2 separate regions of the Hordeum vulgare genome follow, and region 2 is linked to region 1. Evidence: chromatin contacts called from public Hi-C data. All regions are on one chromosome and are shown on one strand. Each heading gives the region's core, a stretch centred on a gene start, on an enhancer-like site or on the middle of the called end of the contact. The rest is flanking DNA. Distances are from core to core; before and after follow the strand shown. Region 1 holds the start of LOC123398243 (patatin-like protein 3). Region 2 holds the start of LOC123452125 (vacuolar protein sorting-associated protein 2 homolog 2).

Region 1 (6,609 bases), core at 1,085-3,584:
ACCGGGCAACTCAGGGATTTGAAGGTGAGGGTTCGTCTGTGTCAGCCTGTGCAACCTTGGGGTTTATTCACACTTCACTCGAAGAAGTGGTGTCGATGCGGTATTGTAGCACGGAAAAGAGGGCATCCGTTTTGGCCTCGATAGGTCTCACCGAGTGCGAGTCGGAGTTCACTCCCAGCAGAGAACGCCATTCCCAATTAAGCAAAACAATTTCGTATTGTACTCCTTCATTCGGAATTATTTGTCAGTATTTTTTTGTGTGCGAGAGTAATTTCGTACTCCCTCCGTTCCTAAATATAAATCTTTTAAACGATTTTACTAAGGGTCTACATACGGATCAAAATGATTAAATATATAGTATAAAATATGTTTATATACACTAGTGAAATCTCTACAAAGACTTATATTTAGGAACGGAGGGAGTACTTAGGGAATACTTCCATTCATTTATCGATAAGTATTTTGAGACGATGACGATGGTAGACAAATTTTAGTTTCATATAGATCTTTTTTTTCTTCATTTGTGGAGAAAGTAATTTAGGGTATATTCTCATCCATCTCTCCGTCTCCGATAATTATTTTTAAACGAAGAAAGTATTATTTTAACAATGCCATTGGCACATGATCACCCACCTTCGTTTCCTTGTGATCTCAGGCTCTCAGACATTCAATTCCTCCATTGGGCGTCCAAACTCGGCTAATTTGCATAACCAAATCACATTTTCAAGCACGAACCCCACACGTCAGTGTCTCGCAAGTGGAAAGAACAAAAGAACACGCGCTCGCTGTGTTAGCGCTGCCTCAGCGTCATCCGAACGTACACGAGTTCCCTGTCACGTCGAAAGGGCCTACCAACAACTTAGTTACTGGCGAGAATCCCACGACGCCGGCGACGGCATCGTTGACGCCGTCCTCACCGTCGCGGTGACCGACGAGGCGGTGGTTGCCGACGACAGCCGCGGCGAGGCCACCTGCTTGATGACCACGTTCGGGAGTGGGCTGCGCATCCGCCGCTCCTGCTCCTTCACCAGCTCCGCCGCCAGGGCATCGACCTTCTCGGCGTTCGTCCTGTCCGACAGCCTCCGTCCCCGGAACAGCACGGACTCCACGTTCCGCTGCGAGAGCATTGCTCCGGCCGCCGCGCCGGCCGTCTGCGTGCACGGAGAATCGAGTGCGCTGCTAGCCTGCAGGCGGACGTAGTTGCTGTCGCTCGCGTGCCCGAATGCCATGGCGACGGCCTCGTCGACCATGTCCGCGACTCCCTGGGCGGTGACGCGCGCCAGCTCGTCTCGCGACGGCGAGCGCGTGGGCATCGGCGTGCTCCACCCGTGGCCGCAGGTGGCGGCAGAGGACGACGCGCCGGTGCCGATGGACAGGACGAGGATGTCGTCCATGCTGACGGCGAGGGGGAACTCCTGCTTGTTGTGGAGGACGTGCGTGATCGCTGCGGAAGCCGGATTGCCCATGGCAGCCACGGCGCCGGACGCGGCGGCGATGGCCGTGCGCCCGTCGACCGACCTGACGGCCGCGGCCGCACCGCTGGCGGCGCAGGTGGCCGCGCAGACGTCGGCGAGGCGGAAGTCGAAGCTGTCGCTCTCGACGGCGTCGGCGCGCGAGAACATGAACGGCGCACCCGTGGCGAGATCGTAGCAGGGCACGAGCACCGGGGCCACGGTGTCCCTGAGCGTGGCGTCGCCGAACACCCGCCGGAAGGACCGCTCAGCCTTCCTCGCCCCGCCGCGGAACAGCTTGGTCCACCCACGGCGCCGGCCGCCCCAGTCCTTCCCGACGCTCCCGGCGACGAAGGCCAGCGCCTCCTCGGCCGTGTACCGCGGCCGCCCATCGGCTCCCTTCAGGAACAGCATGGCCGCGAGCACGCCGCCCGCGCCAGCTCCAGCAGCCACGTCGAAGAAGTCGGCAACGCGGGCGTCGGGGTCGCCGGCGCGCTGGCGCAGGCCGGCCTCGAGCCTGGCGAGCGCGGCCGCGGCGAGGAGCGCGTCCCCCGCGCCGGCCCCGCAGCCGTCGACGGCCAGCACGCGCACGCGGCCGTCGCTGGCGCCTCGGAACGGCGTGCCCGGGCCGGACAGGCAGCCGGCCCCTCCGGCGCCGAACAGGAACTTGCTCTCCAGCAAGGCGAAGATCTCGTAGCTGAGCTTGTCGACGTCCATGGGGACCGGCGACGCCATGGCTTCCATCTCAGCCGCGAAGCACGGAACTTGCACTTGCACGTACTACCTGTACCTGGCACGTCGTACCGTGCGCTCTGCCTTGCCTGCACAGGAGCTAGCTCAGTTTGCAATGGATGTTGCAATGGATGTTGATAGTGGTGCGAGTGCGATGCTGTCGAGTGAGTCAAGGTCGAGGTCATATATACGCGCGGGCGGGGGCAGAGGAGGGAGGGAGCCACGCGTAGGAACATGGCGCGCGGAGGAGGGAAGCGCGAGCCCGACAGCCTGGTACGGACGCGCCGGGGCCGTCGGTCCCGCGATGGACGGCAGGGATGCGACCGCGTGGAGTCGGCCTGCACGAACAGGAAGCGTCCGTCGCTGTCCGTCGGCCGCGATCCCGGCGCGGCACGAGGCGGGCGGGAAGCTTCCCCGCGGACACCGCGCGCGTGCGGGGCGTGGACCGGCCCCGCTCTGCGGCTGTCCGGCGGGCCCGACAGGCAGCTCGTGATTGGCCCCGCTCACCGACGGGATCAAGAGCGCGATCCGGCGAGTGCCACGTCGGAGGGGCCCCGCGAGTCAGCCGGAGGCCCCCGATGGGAAGGGGAGAGTCCGTGGCGCAAGTACGGTCGTACAGGCCGGCACAGTTAATGGCGGCACGGCGGAGCGTCGGCGCTGGATCTGGGAGCGCCACCGCGGCTTGTCTACGTCGACGTGGTTTCTTTTGCACACGTGAGGGGTGTAAGCCACTGTGCAGGTGCGAAGTACGTGCCGTACAGTCAGGCTTCATCACAGCAAGTACGAGTAGATCGCTCCAGCTAAGCAGGCGGCAGTAGTTCTTCAGTACCCTGTGCTCGTGGTAGCGGTACGTGGTAGATTCGGACGCACGTGGTGGTGTTCATGTGGCAGCACTGCGAGTACGAGCTGAGCTTGCTGGCTTTCACTTGGATTCGGTCGACCGGAGCAAGTGGCGGTAGATTCGATCTATAGGAGAAATGCGGGATGTGATGAAACGCAGCGCCCGCAGATCTACGATCGGTCTGGCTGGCTTCGTTAATGCGTCGGCCGGCGACAGCGTACTTGCCGACATGACTGCTTCCAGCGACGTGTTACCCCTGACCAACCCAGTAACAGTAAGTCTCTCCGGGCCGGGGCCGGGACCCTGGACCATATACGTACGTACGGTACGTACAAACGCACAACCAAAGCCGTACCGAATCATGGCATGCAATTTTGCCAAGATACAGCAAAACCTACAAACTACTCCCTTACATCAATTTCTTCAAAAAGTATTTCCGAACGGATGAAGTAGATGGTATCTCCAACGCAGCTACAAACATATCGTTGGCATTGGCAATCCATCCTTCTCCCACGAGAAAAGAAATGACATTTTAGTGAACAGGTAGAAAGTTTCAAACTTGGCCAAGCTCTCTTGCTAGGTCTGCTTTCAAGGTTTGTTGAAGGTTTAGCCTTCTCCCATTCCCGTCGTCGCCGCGCGTGTGAAATTGTTATATGTGTTTGCTATTGGTAAGTTGCGTCAGCTCAACTTGCATCAGTCGATTTACAGAGCGCATCCGTGAGAGTGAAGACGGGTCACCACAACAAGCCACATCAAAATGCGGGGTCGTCACCGAAACCTCGAGCAGCCTAGAGCCAGGGATGATGATTAGGGGTGTGGGTTGAGCTAGTATAGCTGAAGAAGAAAAAGAAGATGGGTTGGGGGGAGGGGGTTATTGGATGGTCGGGAGCGACAATTCAAGGAAGGTAGAGACTTGGGAAGGGTGGGACGACAAGGCAGGCGGCCGAGACAGCGTCAAAGGGACACCAGGAGGAAGATGACGGGTGAGAGAAAGAAGACATACGCCTGGCAAATTTTAGTTCTACATTTGAAAACTCGACCGGTACAACTTTTTGTAGGCAAATTTTTTGGCGAAAATGATGAAGATCTATTATCGAAGTTCACCGAAAGTACAAAGCACGTTAAACATAATAATGAAAAACACATCAAGATTCTGTGGCCATCGAACAACCAATGTTGTTGCCCAAATGAGACGCTGACACGCATTGTCATCGCTCCCTTACCGGAGACAACATGACCTTATCGATGACAGCCGGAAATTCTTCGTCCACGTGCCCCAAGGTCTAACGCCGTGGAGCCGCAGTCGTTGTCGTTGAATCCTTGAATAGATCAGAAGCAACTGAAACCAAATATCGTCACACAACAAGAAACTCTAACAACACCGCCCCAATGAGGCGGCAGGAATTTACGCCAGAACTGTGTCGACTGCATCCAGGTGGACCAACTTGACGAAGATCGAAGGCCGAACATCAAACTTAAAGAAGTGTCGCTATCCATCCGAACGCCAAACCCACGAGGACTTAAAAACGAACCTAAACTACTAATCGTCGCGGAGGCATCGAGACTTCCCTCCTCATCACCGGTCGTCGGAGCGGCAGACGGGAGGGGTGCCGAATCCATGGCCTCACCAGCGAATCCTAGAGGGAGGGTTTACACTGGCTGCCAAGGCGTAGGGAAGGAAAACCCCTATAATTTGATATATATATATATATATATATATATATATATATATATATATATATATATATATATATATATATATATATATATATTATTTTCAAAGGCAACCTACAAATAGCGACGCCCATTATTATGATCGCATGATTGAGTTTTTGCAATTTGATGCTCGTGGATCGAGAAATCTGAAGGCTGAATAAACTAATAGCCGATCGCCGCACTATCACAACCACGTACATGCCGCTCATTAGCAAATTCCTTAATTTGATTACGATGTATCCGCATGATTGGTTGCCACTAATCAGCAAGGCTGGTCGAAACAAATGATCACGTTTAGATATTCTTGTCACGGCGACCTAGCTAGTTACGCCACCTATGATAGTCCAAACAAGCTCTTTTTTCTTGGTTTGGTCGATCGATCGATCGATCGATCGGCCGGCTTGGCTTGAGCAACCGAAGACAGAGATGGCGACGGTGCCCTCCTTGTCCGTGTGCTGAAACTCGGGGTGCATGCACATGCAGCTGGCTTAGTTAAAGCTATACAATGCGAATTAACAAACCCGGGAGTGGTTGAGGCTGCTAGGCGCCGCTCGGACATGGAGATCTCGCACCGGAATCGGGTATATCGCATCGCCCGGTGGTTGCTCCGCTCCTTCCTCCGAGCTTTCCTCAGCTCGTCAACACGTACACACACAGAGAGAGAGAAAAGAAACAACAACAGACGGCGCACAGGTGCAACTGAATATCAGACGTTTGTTTTCGTGAAAAGATATCAGACGTTAAGCTAAGATAAAGCCAGCTCCAGTCCAACTGGCATTGTCACCCATGCTACATAAAGTGCCCGGCCGAGGCGCCGCCGGGAAAGCTAAACCGGCCGGCCGAGAAGAGTATACTTACTTTAGCCATGCCTAACGTGTCCACAATATTCTTCTCGGTTTACGCTCTTTCGGACAATCTGCATTTGTAAGGCATGTTTGTTCCCTTTCCCTTTTTTTTTTATGTGTATGTGGCATCTTCGTGTTTGACAAATATATTCAGTAAACTGTGGTTATCGTGAGAATTGTGTAGTAAAAAGAAATATCTTTGCTCCATGGTAGGTGCAGAAAACATCTCGCATCGCATATTCAGCTAGGAAAGAGAAGCAATACAGCGATGCCCAAGTCCAGTTATAGATGATATCTGCTAGAGAGCCCACCAATTCAGTTGATGATGATGATGATATCTGCTATACTGCTACTCCGTACTCCGGTATAGGGAGCTTGATGATATGAGATGTATCCACAACTGTCAGTACGAATGAGAAGTATCAAGCATGTAGCCAGCCAATGTCAACGAGTGCACCGTGCATTGCACGGCTGTCCGCAACAGAGGAATGGTTGGAGCGTCAACGAATGCACTGTGCCACTGTCCCTGAGGATAATGGTTGTGCTGGTGAGGTCAGAAGGCAAAAGGAAAATGTGCATGCTTGGGCAGATGATTATCATACACTGCCCTCATAATAGTTTCAGAGTACACAACGACCCAACGCGGACGCGTTTAGGCAAACATTGTTCTGAAAGTAGACCCCCGTCATCAAAACACCATCTTGAATTACCCTGACCCGTTTTACAACAAAAAGGTAATCTTCAATTCAAAAAACATTTTTCAAAAGAGATATCTTGCAGCCTTGCCCAACTTACTAGCACAGACATCTATCGGTATAATCCCAGGACTCGTGATATGGTGAAACAGGTAAATGCATCAACTACAACGACAGATAGTCTAATTGGTATGTATATGCTGAAAATGCCAAGTACAACGCACATACAAAGCCAACCAAGACAACATGTTCAATCACATAAGGTTACCTAAAATCGACAAAGCTAGGTATTATCTTGTCTCCATTCTGGTGTCCTACCATTAAGGGTT
Region 2 (6,750 bases), core at 3,331-5,830, 180 kb before region 1:
AGTCTGTCAATCAAAATGGTGACACTTCATAAATCATGTATGCTCCAACTGGTGACACTTCTTTCAGCCGCACCTGCAATTTTTGTAGTCATTGGCCAAGCGAAAAGAAAAACATGTGCAGGTCACTGTTTACCCATGACTGCGCTCCAAACTCGTGTAATAAATCGTTCACTTCATAAATCATGTATACTTCTTTCAGCCGCATCTGATTGGCAAGATGACAGTTTCTATTTGGTAGGCTGTAGAATGTAGATGTAAGGAATCTGTAAGTACGCGCCGGTGGCACCAAACAGAAAATTCAGGTTCTATTAAATCAAGTCTCACATGTACTAAGCTTGTTTCCTGGTTACAATATTAACCTAACAGAATTTGGAAACAAGGCACCAGTAAACAGATTTACATATATATAAGGCACTATATAAACTTTCTTGCAGCAGCAGCAGCTCAGATGCGGCGGAGAGATGCCAATCTCCTTTCCAGATCATCAACTTCAGCGGCATTAGGTTCAGGCGCCACGTTTTTCGCTGGAGCCGCATTCCTGATAGGACGACATTTCCATCAGGTTAAGGTGACAGATACAAAGGCCCAGGAACAAAAAAGAACACAGCTTGCTCATCTGTTGAGATGAAGATTTTGATGATGATTGTGGGGGAAGAAATGATTGCATACCGTGCTTGGTTGTTCTCGGCTTTCTTGGTACTGGCTCCAATACGGCCTTTAGGTGCAGAAGACAGCTGCAGTATCACAAATGTGTCAAAAACAGCATTTAGAATTAATGCATGCTGGTCCGTGTAGAATGAACAGGCATATTTACCTGAGAAGCCACATCAACACCAATCTCATCCAGAACCTGCATCGAGGGCAGAGGAATATATCACATATCATGTAAGAATTAGGGAACATTTCAATACAAGGTCTTTTTTACTCTTGCTTAGCAGTGAGGGGATCCGTTTGAAGAAAGTTAGCTTTGTCAGGCAGCTAACAAGCTGTGCCAAAAATGCTTGCCCAAGGGAGCCAAAACGTACTCCCTCCCTCATCAAAAAGCAGAATATAATTAGCATTTCACCTGGTTCGTGAGCTCTTCTGTTTCCTCTTCAGCCTCATCCTTATCTAGTGTTTCATCGATGGCATCAGACATCATCTCAAGCTGCATGGAAATAGTTGATCTTAATTTTCAGAAAGAAAAAACAATTTAAAGGGATCTTGGCAATAAGTTGTTGATCTCAAGCTGACAGCTAGAACATTTCTTTGAATACATCTGTAAGAACAGTGACATATCTGACCGAACTGACAAATAAGTTATAAAGATATTGAAACAGCTAACTTTTTTAAGATGTTGTATTGATTCACAGATATATATAAAATGGCACGGTGGAGGGAAACATAGCTGATGTGTGTACAAAATTACATAAGAAATTCTCAGAACACGCTAATGTGTGTACAAAATTACAAAAGGAATTCTCAGAACACATGGAAATAGAGTGAGCAATTTGAGTGGATGATATCTCAGAATGCTCATACAGTGTAGATCATGAGAAGTCCACAATAAATAGGATTAATCATCTCCAGAAAACAATGATTGCTGTACAATAGTAATAACTAACCAACAAATACATCTACATAATGTGATACATCTAAACAATTAAAGAATGTCCGAAATGCTATTACCGTCATGTCCAATTGAGATGATTGCTTCTGGAATTCTCTCATCTGCTTCATCTGCTTCGTTGGTTCCATTTGCTGAAAAAAAAAATGCACCAACCATCTCAGGATACACAGTTCAATAATAAGTTCACAGGAAAAGAATGACTAGAGATTGGAAAAGGTCAATAGTTAAAGAACAGCCAACCAACCATGGCTGTTTTTCGTCATACCTTATTCATTGCTGCCATCGCTTTGCTTGCGCCTTTCATTCCAGCAGATATTGAAGTTCCAGCATACATTGCCTTGACAAATAGATGGTTCACACACAATAGTAAGTGTATTTTGTCCATGCTCAAAATTTGCAGTTGTATAAATCAAACTGAAAGCTAGGCATACCTGTGTGTGAGTAGCTACTCCGCGTATCTGCGCTCGTGTACCTTGTAAATTGACGATTTGTTGCCTAAGCCTGACTAGTTGCCGGGCTAGAATTTTGGTTGCAGCCTATAGCAATACAGAACACGTATTGTAAGATATCAATAAGAAAATTGTTATGGATTAGGGATCTTACTCAATATCTTTACATACTTACCTCATTTCCAGTCTTGGCAGTCTTCTTGATCTCAGCAACCAGCTTCTTCTCCTAATGGTACCACTACGGCGTTAGGAAACCAAACAATACAATACACACAAGCCATTGCAGAGTGGCAAGTGGAACTACCATAATACAACAACAACAACAACAAAGCCTTTAGTCCCAAACAAGTTGGGGTAGGCTAGAGGTGAAATCCATAAGATCTAGCGACCAACTCATGGTTCTGGCACATGGATAGCAAGCTTCCACGCACCCCTGTCCATGGCTGGTTCTTTGGTGATGCTCCAATCCTTTAGATCTCTCTTTACGGACTCTTCCCATGTCAAGTTCGGTCTACCCCGACCTCTCTTGACATTATCAGCATGCTTTAGCCGTCCGCTATGCATTGGGGCTTCTGGAGGCCTGCGTTGAATATGCCCAAACCATCTCAGACGATGTTGGACAAGCTTCTCTTCAATTGGCGCTACCCCAACTCTATCTCATATATCATCAAAGTGATGATGCTGCTTCATGCGCATATTCTGGGGCTTCTGGAGGCCTGCGCTGAATATGCCCAAACCATCTCAGACGATGTTGGACAAGCTTCTCTTCAATTGGCGCTACCCCAACTCTATCTTGTATATCATCAAAGTGATGATGCTGCTTCATGCGCATATTCTGGGGCTTCTGGAGGCCTGCGCTGAATATGCCCAAACCATCTCAGACGATGTTGGACAAGCTTCTCTTCAATTGGCGCTACCCCAACTCTATCTCGTATATCATCAAAGTGATGCTGCTGCTTCATGCCCTTTCTGGAGTAAACTGCTGTGGTTTCCACTCCTATAGCATGAGGATATGGTAGCAGAAGAGGGGATGAAGACCTCTAGGAGTTTGAGGCACCTCACAGACTCAATAAAAGTGTGTATAAGCATTTCAATTGCAAAAATAAGAATATTTTAGCACAATTTTCACTTGGTATAATTTAATGCAATTTTATCGAAGAAAACCAAGGCATAAATTTAAGTAGAAGGTCCAAAATGAAGTATCAACAGCATATGGCACTGATCAGATTTGCAATTTGTTGCTTTAATTCCTGAACGAAGATCCAAAAACAAATAATAGTGAGCTATTTTCCAAAAAAGTTATTTTTGGTACTATCCAAAAACATCTCAGGAGCAAACCCCCGCTGTCTGGTCCATTGCACACCAGAAGCATAATAATAGAATAATATCAACAGTGGCAGCGCTACTTAATCTCAACCGAGTCAGTCTTGTCTTGCCTCTATTGTATGGTGGGAGCTTGACATCCATTCTATTCTAGTTCAGTATGACAGTGGGACTACTATCACACTCCTAAAAGGAAAAAAAATCCCATGGGCTCAAAGACAGTAGCATATTGTTTGTATCAATCAGTTTACTCATACAATGTGAGAACAGCGGATTCAACCCAACCAAGCAACTTTGTGAAATCTGCCCCTTGTTTGCCTTGTGGAAAGAAAAAGAAAAGGCCCTTCGCTTACTACATACCTCCATTTGCAGGGAGCCAATCTCTCGCTCAACTCCTACAATATGCAAAAGGAGAGAAATGGTGTCAGAAATTAGCACATTGCCAACTACATTTTTCTTCAAGAGCTGCTACTTAAGCTAGTATCGCTGTCTGTTGTAATCTTATTCAGTGAAATTCTCACCTCTTGTGGCGACTGACATCTCTCGCTTGCTCGTCCTGAGAGCCTCTGAAGGTGACAAAAGCATCAGGCCATTAGTCCGCGACGCCAAACTCCACACTGTCAGTTAATTCGCAATTTGCAGCACACCCACGAATGAATTCAGCGACTCCGACACCCAGGGGATTCTCGATTTATCCTCCATCCACACAGGCGCTAGGTTACCCTAAAACCCTACTTACGGAAAAGTTTTTCCCCCGGACCAAGAAGGCGGCCAAAACACATGAAAGATCTCGCTTTGGATCGCAGAAACAGCCGCGTCACCGAAGCCCGAGCCGCAGATCAGGCCAAATCGGCGGGGCGGCGAGAGGGGGGGGGGGGGGGGGGCGGGGGCGGATCGAGGCGAGGTTAGAACCCCACTAGAATCGCCGAACCCCCCCCCCCCCCCCCCCCCCCCCAATCTGAACCGGGGCAGCGGCGCGAATCCAGGGAACTGGGCCGTACCTTTGGGGTCGACCTTCTTCCTGAAGATGTTCATGGTGGCCGCTCCTGCTGGATCGCCCGAGCGCAGGGAAAACCTAGCTCCCCCTCTCTCTCTCTCTAACAGATTTCGGAAAATGGCGAGTGCTACAGAGCGGAGTAGAGAGAGAGAGAGAGACCCTGTCCTGTCTTTGTGCGAGCGAGGTGTGACGGCGCCGAGCCCAACGGGCAGTTCGCAGGCTATTTGGGCTTTTTAGTAGCCGTTGCAGCGTTGAACGGAATGCTTGGTTCCAGGGACACCGGTGCGGTTCGGGCTTCTCCCATGAGGCGTGGGTCCGGAGGGGGTGCGGGTCCGCTTCATCAGTCGTGTGAGTTCGGCTGGGTAGGCAGCGCCAGGCGTGCGGATGGACACGCAGCACGGGAGGAGCGCCTGGGGCACGCCCCCACTCCTCCCTGTCTGCCGGTCTTTCCTTTTCATTTTTTTATTTATTACTCCTATTTCTTTTCTCTTTTCTTTTCTTACGGAAGCTGATTTTACGGTTGTTGCTGATATCATGCCCGGGTAAAAGATTTCGGAAATTTATTCCCTTCCACTCTGGGAGAGATCTACTCATTCTTTCTATGGAAATAAATCATTGCAGTGTAAAATGCCGCTCTCGGAAGCAATAATGTCGCCGCCTATCTTTTTTCCTTCAGGAATTCTGTTTGTAGTGAGAGAGAGATATCCTTTCAGGCTTAGCCTTTTTTAGTTCTCTAGTAGACATATAAACATGTCACTGGTCTTTTTGTGCCTTGTTAATCCTTTCTTCGTTGTGAACTACTCCCTCCGTTCTTAAATATAAGACATTTTAGAGATTTCACTATGAACTACATACGGATGTATGTAGTCATATTTTAGGATGTAGATTCACTCATTTTGCTCTGTATCTAGTTTATAGTGAAATCTTTAAAATGTCTTATATTAAAGAACGGAGGGAGTAACATGTAGTTGGATGGTTAGACGGACAATGATATCTCAGCTTATTAGCGTTCAGGTCTTGGTGCTCGTATTATTTTTGAATTTGTTTTAGGATTTTTTGTGATGTGCATTTAGTAGGAGAAGACGTTTTCGTCGATGATAGGGCGTTTACAATGATTTCTTAAATGTCAAAATGATATGTTCACTCACTCTTTCGAAGGTGCTCATAGGGTCACCAATTACACCCCGAACTCTCTCCCCCTTCCCTCGCATTCGTTGCCATGACTTTTGTAACACATTCATTGCCATGATTTGAGGGCTTCTCTGTGAACCGGTTCACACATGATCTCTAGTGGGAATTGTAAAATAAATTGAAAGATGGTTTGTCATCTATAAGTGTTGTTGGAGGGGCTCGGGTGTTGTTATTAGGGTGTACACTACACTATTGCAAAAGAAAAATTGTACCTCACGAACCAAACATGTTGTGTAGATAGATCACGAAACTAGTTTTACGACCAGATGCTTAGTCATGAAAGTGGAAGAAGAGTTAACGAAGCGCGTCTCCTCCTTGTGGATCAGTAACAACCCGAAATCGATGCTTCAGAAGATTTTTTTTATTTCGTTATTAACATGTGATTTATTTGATTATCGTATTCATCATCGCATCATGCGCATCATCCGCATTGCATCAGCACTCCGTTGGCATCAATTTTCAAAACTTGCATCCGTTATTAGTTGTCGGTTCTCTCTGTTCTCGTCATCGACCGTTTCGAGATCAATCACACACGCCCGCGACATCTCAAAATATGGTTTTTAAAAGTGTGTATAATTTTTTTTCGGAATGGGACGAAAGTTCGCGTGCGGTCTTACTTTATTGTAGATAGACTACCTGCCAAGTTTCATCACATTCGGAGGTCGTTTGATACCCGAACCATTAAACATATAGCGGCACCAGCCGGTTTATTGTCAGATGTTTTCAGTTTATGAAAACCCTGTCATGGGCCACAAGTTTTCTCTCTTCTCAGCCCAACCCACTCTAAAGAGCCCATCTAGCCCAACCTACCATGTCCCCATGACTAGAGTCGTATGATTGCGATCGAACGACTCAAAAATGGTCTAATACCCTAGAAGATAAAGGAAAAAGGGGTTCATCAATGAGAGGCGCACGAGATTCTGTAGTTACCCTCTCCTATATAAGGAAGTTACCCCTAGCCTGCCTAACCCTAGCCTCCACCTACCTCTACCCAGCCGCCCCCTCGCGCATCATTTTTCGTGCTGGCAGATTCACCGCCACCACTTGGCGCAGCCAGCACCACCCAGCCGTCGCAGTCGTCCCTGTGGCCAACCAGAGGCGGTCACGTGTTGCCCCACAGCCCCCATCCGCTGCCGGCCCACACAACTGAGATCCGACCGCCCCTGCTTGCGCCCTCGAGA

What was found. Hi-C and Micro-C count contacts between places; a contact is called where the count stands out from the background.
Region 2: a Hi-C map of leaf shows a contact between it and region 1, with 4 times the contacts expected there. The contact joins the promoter of LOC123452125 here to the promoter of LOC123398243 in region 1. A contact is called at or near these places in 3 of 6 Hi-C or Micro-C datasets (leaf and seedling) and 1 of 1 datasets of contacts at active chromatin or transcription factors (embryo).

What each region holds. Positions count from the first base shown.
Region 1 is chr5H:522,030,683-522,037,291 of MorexV3_pseudomolecules_assembly, reverse strand. It overlaps LOC123398243 (patatin-like protein 3), which reads right to left and starts at 2,334. Exons shown (of 1, transcript XM_045092735.1): 1 at 615-2,334. The coding sequence starts at 2,195. The coding sequence ends at 864. It overlaps LOC123452123 (histone-binding protein MSI1 homolog), which reads right to left. Exons shown (of 6, transcript XM_045128708.1): 6 at 6,459-6,609.
Region 2 is chr5H:522,208,300-522,215,049 of MorexV3_pseudomolecules_assembly, reverse strand. LOC123452125 (vacuolar protein sorting-associated protein 2 homolog 2) reads right to left here and starts at 4,580. Exons shown (of 11, transcript XM_045128710.1): 1 at 4,383-4,580; 2 at 3,903-3,947; 3 at 3,742-3,776; 4 at 2,234-2,284; 5 at 2,041-2,145; 6 at 1,875-1,946; 7 at 1,669-1,740; 8 at 1,067-1,147; 9 at 815-850; 10 at 670-734; 11 at 281-538. The coding sequence starts at 4,416. The coding sequence ends at 445.